2 separate regions of the Muntiacus reevesi genome follow, and region 1 is linked to region 2. Evidence: chromatin contacts called from public Hi-C data. All regions are on one chromosome and are shown on one strand. Each heading gives the region's core, a stretch centred on a gene start, on an enhancer-like site or on the middle of the called end of the contact. The rest is flanking DNA. Distances are from core to core; before and after follow the strand shown.

What was found. Hi-C and Micro-C count contacts between places; a contact is called where the count stands out from the background.
Region 1: a contact with region 2 is called in a Hi-C map of muscle, with 3 times the contacts expected there. The contact joins the promoter of FAM91A1 here to the promoter of NTAQ1 in region 2. A contact is called at or near these places in 2 of 3 Hi-C or Micro-C datasets (blood and muscle).

The regions. Positions count from the first base shown.
Region 1 is chr12:62,126,903-62,133,779 of mMunRee1.1, reverse strand. FAM91A1 (family with sequence similarity 91 member A1) reads right to left here and starts at 2,556. Exons shown (of 24, transcript XM_065902538.1): 1 at 2,242-2,556. The coding sequence starts at 2,313.
Region 2 is chr12:61,812,546-61,818,889 of mMunRee1.1, reverse strand. NTAQ1 (N-terminal glutamine amidase 1) reads right to left here and starts at 4,735. Exons shown (of 6, transcript XM_065903232.1): 1 at 4,414-4,735. The coding sequence starts at 4,502.

The DNA of each region.
Region 1 (6,877 bases), core at 1,307-3,806, 320 kb before region 2:
AAAAAATCTGAATCACCTTCCCCCAGCTTTCAGAAATGAATCACTTCCAAATTAAATGCCTCAAAACCTACTGGAAACTCCTATCAAAATACTTAGTATCTGTTAACACCAAAAAAAAAAACCCAAATTCTTTTCACACAAGGACTACTCCCCACTTTTAAACTAACTGAGTTTTAGCTCCAGAAAAAAAATCTCAAACTGATGCTATCATTCCTTCACTCCAAAAATATTTACTGGAAGACAACTACAACCCTAGAGAAGAGAGATACAGTGCTGGGGGTCAACTACTCTAGATTTAAGTCAGGGAAACCTTCTGGAGGAGTTAACATCTGGATTCAAGAAGAAGCAACAAGTAATCTATGGAGACAAGTGGTAAAAGAGCTGTGTTTGCATTTTAGAACCTTACCCCAGTTTAATATAGGGAATGGATAGGAGGGTCTTTTTCTGAAGGCAAGAGACCAGAGAGAAAGCTGATGTAGTAAACCAAGGTTGAGCCTGACCTACGAAAACAGAGCAAGGCTAAGTCCACGAAGTAACTCATACAGTTTTGCAACACCTTCGACAAGTGGAAGCTTATCCTAAGCTAAAACATCAATTCTTTTAATTGATGTTACCAAAAGAAGTTTTAATTTAATGTTATGTTTGTACCAGATTATAACAGTTTGGAGATTATTTTTAATAGTTATGACTAAGGTTTAGAAAGGCTTTTGCCAACACTAATTAAGATCGATTATTTCGGTTGGACATAATGGAATCAGCCATCTCGTATCTATTAAGCTACATTTATTGTTGTGAAAGGAAAAATAAACATGGAAACAAAGGATTACTGGTTCTTCCAGTTGTCTTGCCATATGCCACACAAAACTCTAAAAACAGAAAGTGTCCATCAAGGTCCTCATTCAAGCTTAACAAGAGAAACTTATTCCTCCAGGTTTAGGGCTTTCTTCTTCCTGCTCAAGATTAACGTCACAAGGGCAGCCCCTGCCACCCAAGAATTCAGAGTTCCTTAAATTTATCTTCCCACTTTCTTGGGTTTTGGTATTTTTGAAGTGAAAGCATTTTCTCTGCCACATGATACAGTGCCAGAACCTTAAATTACTCATTACCTGGAACTAAGACCCCAAGTTGAGAAAGGAGGCAAAGTAACAATCTTTATACCATCACCACCACCATCCCAAACCCTCCAAATATGCCAGTGTTCAGAACCAATGGAAAACAAAATTTCACTCCCAACCAAGTAAAATGGTGGGAACCTGAAGGTCAACCAATGACCAGAAAAAAACAGTGCCTTCTATACAGCATTCATCACTTCCTTCATAAGCTTCAACACCACTCGCCATACCACATATTTACTCATTTGTTTACTGTCTTTCTTTTCTAAAATGTTAAGCTCCATGAAGACAGGGCTTTCCTTGTGTTGACTGCTGCAAATTACCTGCACCTAAAACAAGGCATAGTACATAGTAGGTGTTAAACAGGTATCTGGGAAACTGAGTAAAAATGACACTCAAGCATTTGAGAACTACTTCTGAGGGGAAAAAAAAGACCAAACCTCCTTGTCACTCTCTTGTTGTAACATCTCTAATAAACCCTTCTCTTTGGGAGGCTAAAGTCCAACAAAAGAAAGCAAGAAAGCTCTTCAAAATCCGGCCCTGACAGCTCCCACCCCCAAGCACTAACCAAGCCCCACCTCCAGACAGTGAAAGCACGCTTTCACTCATCTAAGCTTTTTAAAATGACTTTCTCTCTCGTTGGAAAATCTTTAACCCCCCTCTTTTCTAGCTATCTCTTATTTGTCTTTTAAAACCCATTTTAAATACCTCTCCTACACATCCTCCCGATGCTCCATTGACAGTTTTTGAGTCCCCTATACTATGATGCTGGTTCGTGTGAGCAGCTATCAGCCTGTAACGCAGTCATTTGTTTCTCGTCCCTTTGCCACCATCCCCAAGTTCTCCAGATCAGGAGCTGTGTTTCAAATTTGTTTCGAAGGTTAGTCTAGACCAGTGCCTGGTGAAACGGAGACCGCGTGCGAAGGCGCCAGGCGAATCCAGCGGACACCATGCCATCCCATTTCGCAACAGCCCCATCCTGCCCTTGTGGCCCCAGAGCCACCCCCTCCCCATCCGGGGGTTTGGAGTCGGTTAAATCCAGACCTTTAGCGGGGGCAAGGCCGAGAGTGAGCCCAGAAGCGCGCGAGCAGGTGGCGGCAGGGCGGGACCGGGTCCCCAGCTTCCGTACCTGCCTCACGTTGGCCGGCAGCTTGCTCCAGGGGTAGTTGTGCCGGATGTGGAACTCCACGTCTATGTTCATGATGCCGGGAGCCTGGGCGGGCGGCAGCGGCCGGGATCGCCGCTGGCACGACGCCTCCCGCCTGCCAGCCCTCGGCCCGTCCGGGGAGCTCGCGGGAGGTCCCGCGACTCACACTGCGGACGGCCCAGGCTGCCCCATGGCCTGGGCTCCCGACAGCTCGGCACGGCCCGGGCCACGGGGCACAGGAGCAGCGGAGAGGAGCAGCTGGACCCCTCGGCGGCTCCAAGTTTCTTCCTAGTTTCGGGCTGGCCGGAAATGGCTTCGGGTGTGCGTCACTTCCGCCCGCCGGAGTGGGGCCGAGGGGCGGGGCCGGGACTGGCCTGCTGCCCAGCCCCCTGCACGCAAGTGGACCAGGCAGGTGGAGCCGGGTGGTACCCGGATAGTGACTCCGTGACCGCGCGCCCCGTATCCCTCTGTTAGTCTCTGGATGAATCAGTTGGGTTTGTAATGTCATTGCTGGATGACCCACTTTCTCCAAATGTGAGCCCGGGTGGCCCTGGAGCAGGCGGTTACAGGCACCCGGGTGGGATACCTAGAAGGAACGACTTGGGATGGGGGCCATGGTCGACTTTTAAAAGTGCAAGAGCAGTGAGGTCCCGGGGGCCCCCCAATAGCCAAGCCTGAACCGAGGCCAGGGGGAAGGGGTCCAGGTCATGAAGGAATGTGTGAGTCAGCTGTCCCCAGAGTGGAGTGGTAGAGCAAAAGGCTAGTGATCCTTCACTCCAACTGGTAGTTGTTGTATCTTGAGCAAGAGAAACAACTGGGCTGTCCTTCAAAGGTCCAAATTCTCCTTTTGTTTTGTGGACTGCCCTGCAGCTTGCAGGATCTTAGTTCCCCCACCAGGGATTGAAGCTGGGTCTTCAGCAGTGAATGGCACAGAGTCCTAACCACTGGACCACCGAGCAGTTCCCACAAAGGTCCAGATTCTTACATTGTAGGACTTCAGGGAACTGAATGTTAAACAGCTGGTGCTGATGTGGGAGAGGCTGCGAGAGAATCTAAGATAAACATTCTTGCATACAGCTGCTCTACTCCTTACAAATGTCTCCAGAGTCACTTTTAAAAGGCAGAAATTCAGCCTATCTTAATTTCAATTCTATTGGGAAGAAATTGTGAACACTTTCGTCCAGAATTTGTTACACTGGCTTAGCAAATTCATGATCTTTGTTACTGGCAAGTAGCCATAGACCAGTTCAGTATTTTTGTGACTACATTTCAGTTTTAAACAATGGTTTTAAATAATATTCTGTTACACACATGCCAGATATATAACTCACAAAGTTTTAAAACGCCTAGGGCATAACTCAGCAGCAGGCCAGTCCAACACATAGCAGAGACGTCATTATGTCTGATGAGTTGAAACAAATGGGCTTCCCAGGTGGCGTAGCGGTAAAGAATCCTCCTGCCAATGCAGGAGATGCAGGAGACATGGGTTCCATCCTTGAGTCAGGAAGATCCCTTGTAGGAGGAAGTGGCAACCCACCTCAGTATTCTTGCCTGGAGAATAGTATGGACAGAGGAGCCTGGCGGGATACAGTCCATAGGGTCACAAAGAGTCAAGAGTGGGACATGACTGAAGCAACTGAGCATGCAGGCATGGACTGGGTCTTCTTAATTGCAGCACGTGGGATCTTTTTTTAGTTGCAGCATGTGAATTCTTGGTTGCCAGTAGCATATGGGATCTAGTTCCCTGACCAGAGATCAAACCCAGGCCCCCTGCATTGGGAACTTGGACTCAGTCACTGGACCATCAGGAAAGTCCCCATGGAGCCTTGGTAAACAGTAATGTCCATCCTTTTAGGTCTTGACTCAGGCCTCCGGTCATTTCTGCTTCAGTAGGACTTTGCCATTCAAGTTTCAGAGAGGTCAGAAACTGCAGAGTGTTAGAAGCCTCATCCCAGAAGCTACCATTCAAATTAACTTTATGGGTAAACGATATGTTTAAAATTACAAGTGCAATGAGATTTGGTCTTCTCTGGCTTTACCAGTGTGGACTAAGGAAAATTACTCAGGTGTCTTGAGCAGCTGCCCTTCAGAAAGACTACAGAACTATTTCATTCCCACAACTTCAATAAAAATAAGGAGCAGGAACAACCTGAAAGTAGGGAGTTATCTGGTGGTCTCATTTCACAGTCTCCGGACTATTACTCCCTGTGATCAATAGATTAATGACTCCCAAAATGTCCGTGTCTCAATCCCCGGAACCTGAGAATATGTTAAACTCAGGAGGCAGAAGGGACTTTGCTGATGTGATTAAGCAAAGGATCTTGAGATGGGAGATTATCCCGGATTATCCGAGCAGGCTCAATGTAATCCCAGGGTCCTTAGGAGAGGGAGGTGGGAAAGTCAGAGTCAGAGATGAAGATGTGACAACTGAAACAGAGGATGTAGTGACACAGAGCCACAGGGCAAGGAACATGGACACCTTCTTGGATCTGGAAAAGAAAAACAGATTCTCCGCCAAAGCTTCCAAAAAGATCCTAGCTCGGCCAACTCATTTTGGACTTCTAATCTCCAGAACTCTTAAGATAATGCATTTGTGTTGTTTTATGCCACTACATTTGCAATAATTTGTTACCATGTCCATAGGAAATTAATATCCTCCCACACCAATCAAGTACTCCAACTCTCAAGCAGCTGATGCTTCAAATTTCATAATTAAATCATTTTAGTTGAAGTATAAATACCCTTGGAACTTCCCAGGTGGCACAGTGGTAAAGAATCTGCCTGCCAATGCAGGAGATGCAAGAGACTGTGGGTTCAATACCTGGGTCAGGAAGAGCCCCTGGAGGAGGCAATGGCAGCTTGCTCCAGTATTCTTGTCTGGAGAATCCCATGGATGAAGGAGCCTGGTGGGCTACATAGGTCATAGGTCATAAACTTCATAGGTCTCAAAGAATCAGACATGACTGAGTACACAGGCACACACAAATACTCTTGGTGGGAATAAAACCTCTCTAGCCTTATCATTTTTTATTATAGACAAGCTATCACATCTTTTTGAAAATATATATATATTTACTTATCTATTTACTTATTTATTGTCAGCTTCGAGTCTCCGTTGCCACGTGTCAGCTTTGCTCTAGTTGTGGCGTGCAGGCTCAGCAGTTGCGGCACATGGACTTAGTTGCCCCATGGCCTGTGGGAGCTTTGTTCCCTGACCAGAGATCGAACCCATGTCCCCTGCACTGGAGAGTGGATTCTTAACCACTGAACCACCAAGGAAGCCCCTGTCACATCTTTTTCTGAGAGGCAGTCTGAAAGAGAAAGAGCCTGAGGATGAAATGAGGCCAAGGAACCACCAGTAGCGGAGGGCGAGGTAGCTAAAGAAAGAGGAAGTCACTGTGAACATTTCCTGTTTCACAGTTCCGTCTGCGCCTGGCCTGAGTCTTGGTTTTGCCTCCTGAATGTGCTTTGTTCTGTTTCATGAACCAAGGCATCCCCCTGGCCTAGCTTGTTCCCGCCCCACGGCTTTGGCCCTTGCTGTGCCCTTGACCTTGAATGCCTTTCCCCAGACCTCTGTGTAGCAGGTTCCCTTCATTCCACCCCCGTCACTTAGAGTGACCTTTGTCAACTTCCCTGTCCAACCTAGCCACTGCTCCCCCTTCTCTCTCCAGCGTATTATATTGGTTTATTTCTTTGTTGCAAAGAATTGCTATTTTGACCTTATCCTGCATGATTTCTTGTTTATTGTCTGTCTCCCCAGCAAGAATATAATCTCCATGGAAGAAAGAAGCTTGTATGTCTTGTTCATCAGTCTATCCCCAATATGTAGATTCATGCCTCACATAGGAAGCACTCGATAAATACCACTGAATACACGGAACGAGTGAATCGGTTGTGAGACAGGAAGCTCAGCTCGGAGCTCTGTGATAACCTGGGGTGGGGGGATGGGGCAGAGCTGGGAGGGAGACTTAAGAGGAAGGGGATCTATGTATGCTTACGGCTTGTTCACATTGTACAGCAGAAACCAACACAACATTGTAAAGAATTTAATTATCTTCCAGTTAAAAATAGATTAAAAAATAAAAAAGCAGAGACTGAAAAGTCCCAGCCCTATGGGTGGTCACTCAACCAAAATAAATAAATTAAATAGCTAACAGCACATCTCCAGTCCTCCTCAGCCACCTTTTACTTTAGTTTTCTCCATAACGTTTATTATCATTTAATATATTACATAATTTTCTTCATTTTTAAAATTGTCTCCTCAATTAGAACTTGAAGCACCCCAGAGGTAGGAGCTTCTCTCTGCTTTGTTCTCAGCCATGTCCTCAGGCTTAGAGCAGCACTTAGTATTGAATAAATGAATAAATATGGCCTAGGGAGTAGAAATCCCATTTAAAAAAAAATACGGATTTGGGGATTCTCTTAAAAATGTGGTAAATTCCAGAGCATTAGACCTTCTCAGGTCCACGTTCTTCATCACCCCCGCCTCTGATAGGAAGCTGTCAGTTGCGAAAATGATCTCGCTTGTACGTTATGTCAGGGAAGAGAAGTACTTCCCCAACCTGGTCTCTGTGGTAAGTGGTAAGTGAAGAAAATGAATGCTAGACTTGAAGGTCAA
Region 2 (6,344 bases), core at 3,486-5,985:
GGTATGGAGGAGGTCCTGACTTTTAGAAAGCTCTTCCTCAGGCTGAACTGAAATCCATCTTTCTTATTCTCCTACTCTAGAAGAATCTCTCTTCTGTATGAGAGGCCTTCAGCTGTTATGAAGCAATGGTAAGAACTACTGAAGTAAAGCAATGCCCAGTGCATCAAGCCAAGCCATGCTGGCAGTCACACTCCAGCACTCCTGGCGGTATTCATAGCCCAAGCTTTGGATTCCTGTCTCCTTCTATCGGGGCACACAGCAGCTTTGCTCAAAACGAGCTACGCCAATATTCTGCTCACACAAGTGACTCAATTTGTCAAAACCTTAATTCCAGCCACTTACACCACGCAACCGGGAAGCGGCAGTGAGGACTGGTACAAATCTGTGCAGACACACGTTTCACTCAGACTTGCCCTTGTCCACTTGTCTCAACACTTCACACAGCCAGACTTAAAGTACCGGTTAAGTGTCTGTATTTTTTCCCCATGATTTTGTTTTTCCCTAGAATATCTCAGAAGTCTTATGGGGAAAAAAATGATGGCAGAGATACCAACAGGAGAATGCTAATAATTCTATGGGACGTGCAGCATAGAGTAATACTATGTTAACTGTTTCAATATGACATATAACAATGTAGTAGCTAAAATTTTTTTAACCTGGATGTTCTCAGACAGAGCTTTGAGAAGACATTTGTCCTTCCAACCTAGAGACATTCAGGAGCATCGACTACCAACAACAGCCGGTGATGTACAAATCACTGTGCTAAGAGCTTGGAATTTAGAATGATAAATCAGAGTCGCAGACGATGAGAGGAGCCACACATATCCATAAATAATCGAGCATCGCAGGAGACCATAAAAGATGCATAGAGCAAGTACAGAGGAGGGAGTCATTCATTTTGAGGGATACAGGATGATGGAGGAAATAGGTCAGCGGGTTCTCCGTGTGTGTTCCCCTTTCCCCTCCCAAGAATGGACACAGAGTTAACCCCAAAAGTCCTCAAAGCCATATGTACCATGAGCACTACTGGTTGGCTAAATACACATGTAGCCTGGACATATTTTGCTTATTACTTTTCAAACATAAGTGAACATTACACAGAGAGAAAAATTAAACCTAAGAGATATTGAATTTGTAGTCCCTTTTAATCAATAATTTTGTTTTCAAGAGTACAACTAATATCATGAAGGAGGATCTCATAAAACTTTTGATGCTAATTAAAAAAAAAAGAGGGCCTCATCCTCGGAAATGCTGGGAGTCACCACTGGAATAGAAAGTGCTGCAGATTAGCTATGAGTCCTGCAACTCATTTAATTGGTTTAAAAAAATGGGCAGGGGAGGGGCGATAACAATAACACCCCAGGCTGTCAGCTGAGTATCTGGGTAGCAGAGACGCTGACAAAGCAATACTGGGACTGGGATTCTGCAGGGGTGACTGGTGATGAGCTGATAGAGAAGCACGCAGAAGCGGAGGATCTCTGGGACACAAGTGCTTAACAACTATTTGAAAAATCCGAAACAATTACAACGGAATCAAAAATGCTTTGCAGGAGACTTCCCTGGTAGTCCAGGGGCTAAGACTCGTGCTTCCAATGCAGGGGGCCTGGGTTTGAGCCCTGGTCAGGGAACTAAATCCCACATGCCACAACTAAAAACCCGCATGCTGCAACAAAGACCTGGTGCAGCCAAATAAACAATTTTTAAATGCTTTGCAAACTGCACAGAAACACAAATATTATCTACCACTATTATCATTAAGCTGGGTCTTAAAAGCTAAGTGACATCTGACAGAAGCTAACAGACATCAAGAGGAAGGATTTATTCCAAGTTCGAAGAATCTGCAGGAGCAGACAGAAAGGTGCGCCAGCCTGATGCGTTTGGACAGGATAGAGCACTGGTTCTCCATCAGAGGTAATCTTGTCCCCCAAGGAACATCTCGCAATAGCTGGTGACATTTTGAGTTGTGACAGACTGGGGGAGGGTGGGCATCTAATGGGTAGAGCCTGCCCTACACAGAACAGATGCCCAAACAAAGAATCTCCATGCTCAAAATGTCAACAGAGGCAAGGCTGAGAAACCCTTGGGCAGAGCAGAGAAGCCAGGTTCACGAATAGGTCGCAGGAACAGATGGTGACCAGATCTTTACAGTGCTTGCTATACGCAGGACACTTTTTTGTCTGGCCCTGAGATCCTGAAACAGGATCAATGGGCCAGACTCAGACTGCTCTACCGTGCAGCTCACACATCCAGGCTCTCTAGGGTTGGACCCTAAGATCTGCATATTCTATAAGCTCCAGGTGGTTCTCTGGGTACATTCAAATTTAGACTGGCTTTGAGCAGTATGAAGCCAGCTGAAAATTAAAGACTTAATGGGCTATGGGAGAGCTGGGCAGAGATGCCTGTTAGGAAGAACCAGAACAGGCCCCAGTGGCCAGACCCGGGGAGGGACAGACCTATCTATGGCTGAAGGAACCAAGAGGAGACGATCAACTGAACAGATATTCATCTCCTAGTATTTTTCCACTGGATCACTGCACTCCTATTATGTCGGCCTCTCTATTATTCCTCGAATACTCTCGCCAGCTTTCTTCTGAGAGCCTCTGTACCTGCTGTCCCCCTGCCTGGAGGAATCTCCTGCCAATATTCACAAAGCTCCTGCCCTCTTTCTTCAGCTCTCTGTTCAAATGTCATTTTATCAACGTCTTTAAGTATCCTAATAATATAGTGAGTCATCATCTCTTATCTTGTTCTATTTTTCTCACAGCACTCAACACACCCAAGTGTGGTTAAACTTGCTTTTGTCTGCTTTCCCCCAACAAAAATGTAAGAACTATGAAATCTTACCAGGGAATATGTCTACATTGTTCACTGCAGTATCCCTAGTGTCTAGGACCCTGCTTCACATCCTCTGTAAACATTTATTGAATTAATGAATAAAAAATGAATGGATCTCAGAGACAAGAACTAAGAGGACTGAGGTGAGAGGAGGGGCAGAAATAAAATGTAGTCAGCACCACCACTTGCTAGATGTGTGAAAGTGAAAGTCACTCAGTCCTGTCCCACTCCTTGCGACCCTACAGTCCATGGGATTCTCCAGGCCAGAATACTGGAGTAGGTAGCCTTTCCCTTCTCCAGGGGATCTTCCCAACTCAGGGATCGAACCCCGGTCTCCTGCAATGCAGGTGGATTCTTAACCACCCAGCCGCGAGGGAAGCCCTTGCTAGATGTGTGATGTGGGCAAACTAAAGACCTCCCTGTGATTCAGTATTTTCAATAGGAAAGGAAATGAGAAAAAGGATAATAAAAGATCTATCTCCTAAGCCTGAAAGGAAGTTCTTGGCACTGGGCCTGACATGCAGTCAGAGCTGAACAAACTCCAGCTCTTGGTAGCACTGGTTTGGTGACCAGCTGAAGGAGGAAAGGTAGTTTCAGAGGACCCTGAGGTTTCTTGTGCAGGACTGGAAGTCTCCATTCAAGCAAGGGAATGGTAGGCGTGGGAGTGAGAAAGACCAAGATTAAGGGTTGTAATTCCATCACAGAAGTCTAGGAAAGGGGTACAGTGTGCAGACTCTGTTCCCAATCTGCCTTCCTTCACTCACAAGCTATGCTATTGTTGTTCAGTCGCTAAGCTGTATCTGACTCTTTGCCATCCTATGGACTATAGCTAGGCCTCCCTGTCCCTCACAAGTTATGCGGCAGTAGGCAAATTTCTTGCAACCCTCTGTGCTTCGACATGCTCACCCTTAAAACGGGAGTAATAGTACCTTCCTTCTAATGCACTGTAGGGAGAAATGAATTCGTTTACTGAAACGTCTGGGAACAATGCTCGGCATATACTGAGTACCACGTGTAAACGTAACCACTATTATAGTAACGACGTGGTGGTCTTTAGGCTCCTAGTTTCTGGTACAACGGGGCCTGACTTGGAATCCTGGCTGCCTTCAATGAGTGACCTTGGGAATGTTATTGCAAAATCTCTGTGCTTTCATTCTCTTCCAAAATTAAAATGACCTTCACATCAGTGCGAAACCACTTGGGCTTTAATTTAGTACAATAATTTTCAAAGGCTCTCTACCCTCCACCCTTCGCCTCCAACTCCCCTTCCAGGCGCCCCCAAGCACTGAGATCCCCTGAGAAAGGTCCAGGAGAAAAAGGCCAGGCAGAAGTAAACCACCAGCGACTCGACCCTTCCTGGAGGATACCACCCCCCTCCCCCAACACCCTCCGAATGCCCACGCTCCACTCAAGACTCTAGCGCTGCCATTCTGGCTCCCTCCGCCCCTCAAACCGGAAAACCCTCAAGCCAGGCCCAGAGCGCCCCCGGGGAGGGGCCGGGAAGAGGCGGAGCCCGGCGGCGTCTCCACCGCCGAGTGGGCCGGGGAGACGCCGGGGGCTGCCCCCGCGCCCCCTCACCAGTAGCAGCTGTTGTAGACACAGGCGTCCCGCGGGGGGCTGGCCGGCTGGTAGTGGGCGGCTGCGGCGACGGGGGCTTCCCCTTCCATGGCGGGCCTGGGCACGGGCCAGAGGCGTACGAAAACAGACCGGCCCCGCCGGCGAGCTTCGGAGGAGGAGCCGGCACACTACACACAGCGCTGGTTCGCTGGGCGGACTGGGAGGAGCCCGAGGCCGCCGGTGGCGCCCCCGGGTGACGGGGCCTGGGGCAGGGTGGGCGGAGCCTGAGTGGCTGAAAGCGCAAGATCCCGCGCAGAAGCTCGAGAAGCCCGTGGCAGGTCCCGGGAGGGTGGTGCTGGGAATGAAGAGAGTTGTTGTCAGTGGCTGGAGTCGGGCGGCCCTGGATTGGCTGGGCAGGTTCTGGTGGGCGGAGCTTAGGCGGGGCCAGCGATGCAAAGTCCTGGCGCGGAAAGAGGTGGGCGGAGCTCGAGGCGCTCCGTGGCAGTGCCGTTGAGGTTGGAGTCTGAGCGACAGAGGCTTGAGTTCATAGTGGGCGGAGCCAGGGACGTGGAGGATCTTGTGGTTCCTGGTTTGCGAAACCCCGCCAGGTGGGTGGGGTCGGGGGGCCAGGGGCGGGGCCACGCGGCACGTGGTCCTAGAGCGGCAGTGTGCAGAGAGTGCTGGAGACTTGGGAACGGACAATCAGCGTTGGAAAAAAAGAGGTCACCGCCTGGCCGCTTGAGAGGGGAGTCAGGGGAGGGCTTGGAATTGGTAAACGGTACTTCTTGAGTCTCGGAGGAGTCTGACACCCTCTAACCCCTTGCCAGCTGCGGCCGATGAGATTGGGAAGACTCCACGTGTGCAAGTGAAATAAGAGGATCTTGTATGTGAAAAAGGTTTATTTTTGAGAGAGGCGAGGGGGCGCGGGGAGCGAAAAGGATGGTGGAATGGTGGGGGGATGTTCATTCCAAATATACTGACTCAAAAAGATATATTGATTATTTCATAGAGTAAGAACGAACAGTTTTGAAAGTCCTCATAGTGCCCATTTAGTGTTAATCATATATTTATTTGCCAGCAGTCTGGAAGGAAAAACACCAGATGGTTAAAAGTGTTTCCCATGTCAATGAATGGCATGGAGGGCTTTCACTTTAGATTTGTATCCTTCTGAATGTTTATATTTGCAAGGGACATATACAGCTGATCGGGTAGATTCTGAAAACCGAAATTGTTAGATTGGATTATAGACCATATATATGGTCTATATGCAGTCCGATTCTCCCAGTCTCATGAGTTCTAAAGCTCCAAAGTCCTCAAGACTTAATATAAGTCTTGTGTCAGTTATCAATGTATTACCTCTCAGGTCCAAATACATACTTCAATAGACTTAATAATAAACAATGGAATTCCTTTAAGCATTTATCCTTTAAAATGAGCACAGTGTTAAACCTTCTCTATTAAATGCACTGAAGGAAGAAGCTTCCTGCGGTTTCTGGGAACCAACCAGGGTTAGGAGTGTGGTCTCAAAAACATCCAATAGGGTCTGCTCCAGCCACAGCCCCAAGATCTGTCCTTCTGTGACCTTGCAGCTCTAGCCTTGCAATAACCTTTATGCAGCCCTCTTGACGCAGAAACTAGAGCCCTGCAAGGGCTGCAGGCAGCCACCTAGCAAGCCTTTCAGGGGAGCAGGGTGATGCACTTAGCAGTGCTTCTGCCTCCATCTCTCCAGTCCCCAGCATCTTAAAGGTCTTCTGTCCCTGCCGACTCCCAGATTCCCATGACTCCCCATGAGGCTGGTTAGTGATCACGCTCCTCCACCCTCTTCTCTCTTGTTTACCCAGCTACCTGGACTGCCTCCAACCTGCTAAATGAGCAAATGTCTCTGCTATCTCGTAGCCAACCCATGCTCTCTCCAATGAGATCCAAACCTCTCTCAAATTTGTCCTTGAGGA